Linked DNA regions of Drosophila melanogaster: regions 1, 3 and 4 are each linked to region 2. Evidence: chromatin contacts called from public Hi-C and HiChIP or PLAC-seq data. All regions are on one chromosome and are shown on one strand. Each heading gives the region's core, a stretch centred on a gene start, on an enhancer-like site or on the middle of the called end of the contact. The rest is flanking DNA. Distances are from core to core; before and after follow the strand shown.

The links. Hi-C and Micro-C count contacts between places; a contact is called where the count stands out from the background. HiChIP or PLAC-seq counts read pairs in DNA pulled down with a chosen protein or histone mark.
Region 1: a Hi-C map of the Kc167 cell line shows a contact between it and region 2, with 4 times the contacts expected there. The contact joins the promoter of CG11095 here to the promoter of l(1)G0469 in region 2. A contact is called at or near these places in 5 of 107 Hi-C or Micro-C datasets (the D17-c3 cell line, the Kc167 cell line, the S2 cell line and 2 more) and 2 of 6 datasets of contacts at active chromatin or transcription factors (both in the Kc167 cell line).
Region 3: a contact with region 2 is called in an H3K27ac HiChIP or PLAC-seq map of the Kc167 cell line, with 2.7 times the contacts expected there. The contact joins the promoter of AMPdeam here to the promoter of l(1)G0469 in region 2. A contact is called at or near these places in 2 of 107 Hi-C or Micro-C datasets (the Kc167 cell line and testis) and 2 of 6 datasets of contacts at active chromatin or transcription factors (both in the Kc167 cell line).
Region 4: a contact with region 2 is called in a Psq HiChIP or PLAC-seq map of the Kc167 cell line, with 4 times the contacts expected there. The contact joins the promoter of NetA here to the promoter of l(1)G0469 in region 2. A contact is called at or near these places in 2 of 107 Hi-C or Micro-C datasets (the Kc167 cell line and embryo) and 1 of 6 datasets of contacts at active chromatin or transcription factors (the Kc167 cell line).

Annotation. Positions count from the first base shown.
Region 1 is chrX:13,810,334-13,813,033 of dm6, forward strand. CG11095 reads left to right here and starts at 1,351. Exons shown (of 2, transcript NM_132699.3): 1 at 1,351-1,712; 2 at 1,779-2,537. The coding sequence starts at 1,426. The coding sequence ends at 2,343. inaE (inactivation no afterpotential E) reads left to right here. Exons shown (of 15, transcript NM_176727.3): 15 at 1-1,160. It overlaps Clic (Chloride intracellular channel), which reads right to left. Exons shown (of 4, transcript NM_132700.4): 4 at 2,638-2,700.
Region 2 is chrX:14,210,198-14,212,897 of dm6, forward strand. It overlaps l(1)G0469 (lethal (1) G0469), which reads right to left and starts at 1,260. Exons shown (of 3, transcript NM_001272614.1): 1 at 237-1,260. The coding sequence starts at 873. All of the region lies in intron 2 of Prp16 (pre-mRNA processing factor 16), which reads left to right.
Region 3 is chrX:13,844,515-13,847,214 of dm6, forward strand. It overlaps AMPdeam (AMP deaminase), which reads right to left and starts at 1,352. Exons shown (of 9, transcript NM_001258730.2): 1 at 838-1,352. The coding sequence starts at 961. It overlaps mamo (maternal gene required for meiosis), which reads right to left. Exons shown (of 11, transcript NM_132704.4): 11 at 1,602-2,700.
Region 4 is chrX:14,652,544-14,655,243 of dm6, forward strand. NetA (Netrin-A) reads right to left here and starts at 1,385. Exons shown (of 7, transcript NM_001298314.1): 1 at 1-1,385. The coding sequence starts at 701.

The DNA of each region.
Region 1 (2,700 bases), core at 101-2,600, 400 kb before region 2:
GACGATAGCTTTGAGTCTGCGTCGGCCCACAGCCTACAGAGATTGCAGCTGCCGCACGGTGCCAATGCGGTGCAGAGTTCCAAGTCCGCCGATCCGCTGGACGGGGATCCCGATGCGACGAGGCAAACGCAGCCCGCCAAGAAGTTGACATTCAGCGATAGCGATATCCTGACGGACGCGGACTGCCTGCGACTGTGTCCACACTGTCCCTGCGATCGGGATGTCCAGCGTGGCTGCTGTACTCGCTCGGAGCACGGGAAGTGCGGCACAGAGATTTCCGGGGGTTGTGGTGGTGCCGCCATGGGATTGGGCTCCACAGATACTAGTTTCTACAGTGCCAGCTCATCGCTGGAACAGTTTGCCACACCGGCTCGGCAGAACGGTGGCACTGGGGCGTCTGGCAACCACCTGGAGGAGATACTCATACGGCCCGGCGTGTTGGAATCGCATTTTCCCGTTCTTGGCGGTGGCAGCGCGATAGAGACACCGGCTTTGGTGGCCCCAGCCTCACCATCGCCGCTCAGCAATGGCAAACGACCGGATGTGGTTGGTGGCCGGGTGAGGAAACGGCTCTCGTCCGAGGAGTTCGTCTTCTCCCGGAGCGAGGATCTGCCTAGCCTAGTACAAATCGGTGATAGGTGTACCGGCTCTCCGGCGGGACGACGTCGGGCCAAGGGCTGCGTCTATCCGGCCGGGAATAGTCTCCGTTTGGACGCTGCTGCCGCTGTCGCCTCCGCTTCCGCATCGCCCACGTCCATTAGTAAATTTACCCGCACGCGCGTGGCCGCCGGAGGATTGGCAGCCAAACAGGCTGCCGGCAATAACGAAAGTAACGTTTAATAGTTGTAAGTTGCAAGCAGTACCTTCACCTGGACACACAGATGCGATTTCAGCCCAAAGTCGACAATTATGCCGTTGCCATTGCTTTCACACAAGCGATACATACACAAAACCAGTTGATTACAAATTAAAGGAACTCACAAGGAATCTAACATTTTGCATACCGATTACCTAAGGAACAACATTTAGCATTAACACACAAGCGTTTACTATTAACTAAATGCAATATGTATATTTATATACAGATATATAAATATATATTTTTTTGTGCAGCCAAGCCCCAAGCGACGAGAAATTTTAATAAAACGTTTTAAAAAATGAATACTCTGTAATGTCGTTGATTAGGAAAATGGCACAAAAAACTTCAAACTTTAAAGTGTAACGGTTTTTTGCTTAGTTGGAATATGGTATTTTGAAAGTGGTTGAGTTCACCGCACTGTTAACCGCTAACAGCTCACTGTGGCGCACAACAGTACACTATCGGCTGTTAACGGCTCTGTTTTGGTTTTTTGTCCAATTCCAAAGTTCGTTGCGTTCGCATTTGTTTACATCATTGCTCGATTCGGTGTTCTATAGCCAAAAACGATGTCCCTGATTGCCCAGGCGAGTCGCACAGTGCCGCAGCTACTGTTGCACTTGAACCGCCATCTGGTCACCTCCTGCTCAAGCGCCGCATCCGCCACGTCCTCGAAACCGCCGGATGTCGACCAGTCGATCACTGCCGACCAGCTCCTCGGACCGGAATCGCAGCGCAGGTGCATGGAGAAGATGCGCAGCCTGCCGGCATTCCCGCGTCCCAAGGCGCTCACGCCCAGTCGCCGGGAAAAGCAGACATCCGCGGTTCTTATCGCCCTCTGCCAGGAGCGCGGCACGTCAGTATAGCCAGTTAAACTAGGAATGCGACCATTTGAATAAGCTGCATCGCTTTGCTCTTTCAGGAATGAAATATCCCTACTATACACCCGACGATCGCGACACCTGCGCAGCCACAGCTTTCAGATCTCCTTTCCGGGCGGAAGGCGCGATGATCACGACTCGAGCTACGTGGACTGTGCGCTGCGCGAAACAGAGGAGGAGATCGGCCTACCGCGCCATCGCATCCAGGTGTGGGGCGAGGCCAAGCAGCTACAGCTGCCGAGGACCTCGTCGATTGTGCCAGTGGTGGGCGTGGTGCCGGACTTTAGCCTCTCCGAGCTGCGTCTCAACTGGGAGGAGGTGGAGGAGGCGTTTAGTGTGCCGCTCACTTCGCTAATGCTGCCCAAGGCCACCAGGCACACACAGTTTCGTAGCGGCTACAGCGGTCCAGTATTTGTTGTAGACCATTATCGCATCTGGGGCATCACCGGCTATCTGACGCACCTCTTCCTGCACTGCCTGCTGCCACCCAATTTGCTGCCCGATTGCCTCAAGACGAACATCAAGTTCATTCGGCCCTTTAAGCTACCGCCCAAGCTGCCGCATCATCGCGAGCACTCCGCCGGGGATCCCTCGATGCGCACCTGACGAGACATCCGCGATCCGCCGACCGTAATCCTACTCAGGCTAGCAACAATCTGGTACTGTGATTGGGCCAAATGTGCTTCGCTCGAACCGAACAATTGGCCAATTCTGATGGTGTTCTTTGTTTTAGTGTACGCGTTAATTGTTAATTCTCGGAGAGATTTATAATAAAACTGTTGACCATTATGTTGAAATCGAAGAGGAGCTCTTTATTCGAGCTAAGACGATGCCATTTAATGATTTATATCTTTGATAAGGCTTATCATGAAATGAACATGTTAAGTAAAAGGCAATAATTGTCTTTTTGTGTTTTTTTTTTATTTGTAATTTTCACTTAAATACAAAAAATACTCTTCATTT
Region 2 (2,700 bases), core at 10-2,509:
TAAAGTGATAAAGAGCCACATTTTTGTCGTTTTAATTTTACCACTTATCAAATAGATATGAACAAAATGAAAATGGACTATTAATTTTGTTTATACTCTATATCTATATCCATACAATTTCACACTATGAAATCTCATAAGAATAGTATAAATATGTATAGATTTACTCGCATTTCCGTAATGTCTGCACTTGAAAAGTCGCAACATTTTCTCTGTGTCTTTCGCAATGAACTTACCTTTGGCCACCTTGCAGAGCACGATTCCATACCAAGAGGCGACAGGCGTCTCATTCTCGTCCTGCGTCTCCAGGAAACTGCTACCGTTGCGCGGGATGACCAGCCGCTGGGATTGGTTTTGGATTTGGCTGTGACTATGGCTGTGATTGCGATGCGGCGGCGATGGGTGGTTGGTCAGTGGGCAGTCGAGCTCCTCCAGAGCGTCCACGTCGAGGTCGTTGTCACCGGTGTCGGCTGCTGCGGCCGCTGCTGCTGCGTTAGCTGCGGCCGCCTCGGCTGCGGCGCTGCTGCGGATCTCGACCACGAAACCGCACTCGACGACGGCGCAAAAGATGCGCTGCTCCTCGGGCTTGAACCACTTGGATTCGCGCAGCTTTTGCACTGCCACACTGCTGCCGAATGTGGCGCCCACGGTGCCGCCAGCAATTCCATTCTTTTGCCCGCTGGGCGGCAGTAGGCGGTGGGCGGTGCCGGTTGTGGGATTCTGATGCTGCTGCAGTGGCGGTGGCCAATTGGAGGTGGGCGAGCTGGGCGCCGATTGGGAGTAACCGCTGGCAGGTGGCGCCACCGGTTGGTTGTTGTGACCCTGCAGTGGCCACCATTTCAGCGAGCTGACAAAGCTGTTCGAACGGTTCATTGTGGGCGTTGTTGGGCCTGAAGCGCCCAACTTTCACTCGAAAAAAAATTAATGAAATTCGAAATGCACTTTTCCGCGCGTTTTCCGGAATAACTTTTCTCTCGCTGTTTGCGTTGGATTTTATTTAAATTTGTTGTGTTGTGTTTTGTTCTGTGCTTCTTTCAATTTGCTCTGTTTTTTTTTTTTACGCTTCGATTCGCTGCTGCTGCTTCTTTCGGTTTCTTATGTTATCTGTTTCAGTTTCTTTTTGAGTTTGCCACACTGCACACGAAGTTCGAGTTGTTTCGGTTTGGGTTTTTGGTTTCTGTTTCTGGCTTTTCGTGTTTTTCGCTGCTGCTCTTCAGATATTCCGCCTTATCCGCTCGTCGGTTTGCTTTTTACAAATACAAATGTTTTCGGGCACGTCGCTTTATATGGCTCTGCTCGAGCTCTGCCCAAGCTCTGCCGACTTTGCTCTCATCGGCGCTCTTCGCTCTGCTCACGCACTGTTAACCGAACGTTAACAGTGCAAGAGAGCGCCAGCTCTCAATGTTGCATTTGTTTACAGTACATTGGCCGAAATGCAGCAACATATGCAATGAATTCAGGATTTAAATATGCAAAATTTGTTATCTCCAACAATGTAGGTTTTTAAAAAATGTATTAAGTGCTTGCGAAAGTACAACGAGCTTGCCGCTCGAGCGCGAAAGACTAGCAATATGTTAATTTATTAATCATAAAGTAAATTAAATCTGAACTATCCACAAACAATGTCCATAACTGTTCTGTGCATATGACTGTGCATTTGCATTACTTTTTAGTGTGCAACTCAATAAGAAAATAAGTTTTTTAAAAAACTTGTTGTTTGCTATATGATGTTTACCTGGATCATTGATATTCAATTACAACTTGGTATTAAATCTTTAAGTCTTGCGCCCAAAACTGCTTTTCTAGTCCACTGTTCATATTACAGTCATGAAATTCATGTTGCAAAAAAACCAAGAGTAGATCAAATGGTAAAGTTGCTCATATGTCTTCAACTAATCGGATAGGAAATACTAATTTCTGCTTTTTGAAGCAAACTATAAATTGCAGTTTAGGAAAATGCAAACCGCAACTACTAAGATAGTTATTGAATTCCAACACCCAAGGGACTGAGTCTAAAGATAACTTAACGGAGAGCGATATTATTTATAACCGAAGCCGGTTTATTTCAGAGAGGAATCTCAATCTCGCTGAGGCTCTCTGTCTGTCTCTCTTTCCCTCTCTCTCTCCGCCTTTCGAACTGTGAACTGTGGTGAGTATGGCATTCCGCTATGCTGTTTCGCCATTCTCTTCCCCCGCAAACGGCGCGCCAACTAAATAATTATCTATTTTACGGCTATAAGGCCAATATTTCGATCCTTGTGTGGCTCGTGCGGCGACATCCTTCGAGTGGAACCGACTGGATTATGGCCCCCCAATTATGAGCATTATTTGTTGGGCTTTCGTCAACGTCGCAGTTATTCGTCACGAAGCCCAATTGTAGACAAAAACGTCACTGGCCAGGTGAATTGATTGATGCGAATGGAGGTTTATTGCTTAATGGTTTGTTTTCGATTCGGTTCGATCTCAAACGAAACATGTGATCGAGCACGGGCAACACTCGATAGTATGTATGAAATGACAAAATTAACGAACAAACCCCCTCATTTCGTTCGAAGAACTTGTTACAATTCAATAGGTTATCTTATCGATTGATAAATAGCAATAAGAACAAATTGTCCTAGTCTTAAAATGAAAATCTAAAAAAAAAATCACTTAATTATATATAATTAATTAATCTTCCTGCTTCCGCACTTTTAATCC
Region 3 (2,700 bases), core at 102-2,601, 370 kb before region 2:
ACACACACACACACACGCATGCACGCTGTGTGTGGGTGAGAGTGAGTTTCTTTGGACATGGAAGTGGAAATATTTCACGGCGATGACCAGTAAACGAGGTAAACGAAGGCGCAAAAGTCAATGCATCCGACACACACACACACACACACACACATAGGCATACATTTCACACACACGTTCGCAGGGGCGCAATGGAAAAGGGGCGTGGTCGGGGGTCAGAAGCTGTCCCTCATCTAAATGCACCCTGTAACCTGTAAACATTCACGTACGAGGAACACAGTTCAACTACACAATAAATGCAATCATCATTATTTTAGAAATTAGCGCGTATTTTTAAAAACACAAAAGCGAAACTAAAATACAACATAACCGCTAAAAACATGACTGCCACTACGCCACTGTTTTCGTTAATCATTTGTAATGCAAAATAAATGCAAAATGAGAACGGCGAAAATTGGTTTCTTTTGAAACCAATCAAATTGTTTTGGCTTCGCAATAGTGCAGTATGCAATTTAAATGTACACTGCATGCCACAAATTAAATTGCACACAAAATGCAATAAATATGCAGATGAGTTGGCAATATATATTGACGAACAAATGCTCCATTGTTCGAAGATATTGCTATTGCAATTTAAACTACAATAATTTGAACTAAATATGCTTTTAACTAGTGTAATTTTAGATCAATTTCAAGATAAACCAACTAAAAGTAGAAAAGGGAAGTTACTCAAAAATTGTTGCACGACATTTACAAATTCGATCATCTTGCTTGCAACCAACACCCCCCCCCCCCCCCTCTACACCTAAACAACCACGCCCACAGTGAGACACTTACCGCCTTTGCGCTTCTCGATGCGCCGCATCGTAGTGCAGCCCATGTCCATGTCCATCTCCATGTCCGTATCGAATCCGAAGCTGCGATAGCCCTTGGCACTCAGTGCGTCCGCGTAGCTCTGCATAGCCCGGCGCTTGCGATGTCCTTTGTACCGGGTTCGATTCCAACTACGGCTGGAATTCGAAAACGAGCCTCTTTCGGAGCCTGCGGAACCTTCCGGATGGATCCACGCAGATGTTGCGACTCGAAAACGCAGGCTAAATACGCGCAGAAACTTTCGAGTTTTGCACTCCACAAACTAATTGCCTATCGCGCTATCTGTATAAGTTTTTTGTTTTTTTTTTTGATACTCTTACGCACACTCGATGGTAAAACACTATAAAAAAAAAGAATAAAATGCAAACAACAACCACAACAAACGGTGGTAAGAACAATAATACTGCTATTTCGTGTGCGATTGTAATTAAATTGGCGAATAACTTCTGTTCAGTGCGAATTTTTTTTTGCGACTAAAATTTGTGAGCCAGCTCGCAGTGTGACCAGAGCACGAGCGATTGAGCTTGCAAATGTTACAGCGTAAGCTTACGTTTCGCTACGGAAAGCGAGGACATGAACCAGCATTATTTATATGTGCAACTAAACACATCCGACAGCACTGGTTAAGTGCGCGCTTAAATTTGAATTTGTTCAACTCAATTGAACTTTGCAGTACTCCCCCTACTTTGTGTTAGCTAAAACAAATTTTGTTTTTTTTTTTTAAATGTATTTTATTTGCTTGTTGTTTCTTTTTATAATGTAATGCATAAAAATGGTGGTGTTTTGTTTTGTTTTGTTTCATAAAATAAAACCAATAAACATTTCACTTTACTAGTGGAATACAAATAAGTTTACTTGTACACGACAAATAGTTTTTTCTTGATTTTCACATTTAATTTTTGCATTCATTAATTGAGTGGCAAAAAAAAAAAATGTTCGTGTTTCTCCTTCTTTTCTTTTTTTTTTTTTGGTTTTCTTTGGTTTAGTCGTCGTAAATGTCTTTGTATAAGGAAACGCAAAAGATCTCCGAACAAGTTTGATTTTTGTTGCTTGTTTTAGTTCTCAGTTTTTACTTGGTTTCATTTTATTGGAACGGCTTTATTGAACTTTTGTTGTTGTTGTTGTTGTTGTTTGGTTGCATATAAGTAATATTTGTTTATCGTTTCCCTTTGCATTTCGCATTAAAAACATTAATTCTTTGGCAGGCATTGCATTTCGTAGTTTTGTAAAAGTTTTCCTTCTAAATCGTTCTCAACGCAAGATTCGAATTCGAAACCGAAAAACGTAAGATTCGAAATATCTGAGAGATGTGAAAAAAAATGGTTCATTTAATTTGATTAGTTCCATTTCAAATATTTTGGTTTTCCATTTATGTCCTGTTCAATTCATTACAATTTTGATTTTGTTATCAAATACACATCAATACGTTGGTAGTTTAAAAATTGTGTTTTCTTTTTTGCGTTTTCGCTTTGTTTTTGGTTTTTTTTTTTGATTTTGTCTTGTTTTGTTTTTGTGCTAAATTACATTTTAAAAATATGCTTAATATTTTTTGTTTTTTGGTTTTTTTTTCTGCTTATTTTGTCGCCTTAGTTTTTTGGTTTTAAGTCAAAGACACGAAAGTGAAAGAGGTTTTTGTTTTTGGTTTACGTCTGTTTGCTTAACTTATTATTTTGTTTACTCTGGGTTTAGTTAATTTTTTAGTGTAATGTGGCTTTGCATGCGCTTAATTTTAAAACACCGAGAGTTTGCTCAAAATTGTTAATGTTTTTTGCTTTTCTTTCCGAATGAAGTTTTAAATATCGAAATATATATGTATATATATAAATT
Region 4 (2,700 bases), core at 135-2,634, 440 kb after region 2:
TCCTGCAGCACCGGCGATGAGTCCAGATCCCGTGACGATGGGCGTCCCTCCAGTGTGCTGAAGGCAATTCTGGAGACCAGTGGCCTGGTGACATCGCTGCAGCGGGCCTCGTGCTCATTGTGGCGTCCAGTGGATTGGCGGGCGGGACGTCCGAAAAGCCGGCGGCACTGGGAGCTAAAGAACTGGAATGGCTGCCAACTGAGCCCGTGATCGGTGCTCTTGTAGATCACCATCGAATCGGGACGCGGAGCATGCGGGCACAGCTGTAGGATCACATAGGTCAGCTCGAACTTCTTGCCCAGCGAGAGGGTCAAGGTTACGTTGTCCCCACTTCCGGTCACCGGCTCACTGCGCCAGCAGGTCACATTATTCGAGTTATTCAAATCGGTCAGCGAGCGGGCTGGAAAGCTGCGCAACGGATCCGTCATGTCGCAGGTGTGGCAGGAGCGCTCGTGATCCTGGTACTCGCAATATCGCTGCGCACCCGACGATCCGCACGTGGAACTGGCCACCACTGGAGCATCGTAGGCGGCGTTCACAAAGTCCGGAATGCAGGCGCGTGGCTCGTGCGCTTTATTGTAGCACGGATCCTCCGGCGGCGCCTGTTGCGAAAACATCTTGAAGTACACGTCATTGGAGATGCACTGGATGGGGCTGAACCTGGTGGTTCCCAGCAGCAGGAGCAAGATTCCACGGATCATGTTTGCAATTTTAGTGGCTTGCTTAACTCGCCAGTATTGTATTGTTGGTTTTTTTTTAATCACTCAAAACAAAACGAAATCTTCAGTTTTTTTTAGTTTAAAAAAAAACGCACTGGATAATGTAAGATTACGTAGTTTCAAAATTATAAATTTAAAACTGTTCTGTAGTTTTGGAAATCACTAATTTTTTGGTATTTAATTGTCTTGGCAAATCACAAATAAAAATACCTTGCAATTTTCAAAACCGTTCAAAAATTTTAGAATTTGAACAAGAACTCCAAATTCTGTGATTTTCAATAGTTTGAAAAGTCACCAGAGTCGCACTAAACAAAAAATTCGTCAATCGCGCCAATAGTTTTGAAGTTAACAGACTTGAACACTCAAAAAAATTCGAAATCGCCGCTTTGGCAGCTGTTTGCGCAGGCGTTTTTGAAGCGCGCGTCGCGTCTCAAAACTCCAGCCACTCGAATTCGCAAATCGCAAATCTCCAATACAAAATCTCAAATCGCGTCGTTCAAATCGCCGTTCGTTCGGCGGCGTTCGGTTCGTAACGTCAAGTCGGGCTGCTTGTCCACAGGCGACTGTGTGTTCGTTTTCGTTCGTCGCTCGTTTTTTCGGTTTTTCGGTTTCCCGCGAGGTGTCGTCTGCACGTGCGTGTATGCGTGTGGGTGACTGTGTGTGTGTGTGAGTTTGTGGTGACCGCGCTTGAGATCGCTGCCCGCAACATGTTGCTCCATTATGTTGCTGATGCTGCGCTGCCACAACAACAACAAACCGCTCTCTCTCTCTCTCTGTCTTTGTTCAGACTCATCTTGCTCTCAGTCACATTTGAGAGTTGCGCAGTTCGGTCGCAACATTTGTTGCTTTGCTGGCGCTGCAATTATTTTACTTTTATTGCCACTCGGCGACACATTTTGTTGCCGGTTTGTCGGCAAATAGCCACTGTTTTGTTTGCCGTCGCTTGTTTTTGTTGACTTGGCCGCACAAACGGGGCCACACAGCAAATCCAAACATTTTGTCCACTTTATGGGGAGATAACTGCTTTTCTCAACAGAAATTGCCTTAAAAGCTATGTATACATATATATGCATACATCAATTAATCGTTTTTAAATTTAAGTAGCGCTAAGAAACCCGAACACAAATCTATTTTCACAAAACTTATCGTTCATTATTCAAATAGATCGATAAAGAAAAGTTGGGAAAATCTTAAGAAAACCACAACTCAATATTATTGCCAGACCGAAACGAATTCAAAGTTTGGAAAACACACCGAAAATCCAATAATACGAATCGATGTTTTCCAATTTAATCAGCGGCTACAAATCAGCCAAATATTGAGAATTTCGAGACCGAAGCAGAAGAGAAGACATCATTCCGTTCTTCTGGCTCTTATTCTCCTTATTCACCTTGTGTTGTTTACCTTTCGGATGGCTATCGATAATAAAGACGCCTCGAAATCTCCGATCTTCAATCCTCCAACTCTCTCGTTCTCGCGCTGGCTAAGTTATTAACTAGTCGTTAATGAAAATCATCAATTTTCGAAGGGGGCGCGTAATTACGCCGAGCGGATGATGGTCATGCCGACGACGATGGCTTCATTATAGCTTCCCCCCCCCCCTGCCTCATCACCATGAGCACCCCATACGTATACATATACATATAGCCCACCAAATTCCCCGATATTCCCCACTGCCTACTCCAATATTTTCTGCATTTTGCCTGCACCTTTCTGATAAGCGTTTCACTTTCGGTTCCCTTCGGCTTTTGCCTTCATAATCGGCGTCCACGCGCTTTTGTTTGTTTTTATTTGGAGGCGCGTATAATTAGCTTGTATGGGGCATGTGTGGTCGGGTGGGCGTATGAGCGCAGGGGCGTGGCAACGGTCGAAACCGTATCGAAATATATACCTTAATTATTCGGCTTCTCACGAGGGTGCTGGGATATGGGCTTAATCACAATGCTCACACCTAATCGTTGGAAGGCATAAAAGGTTTATT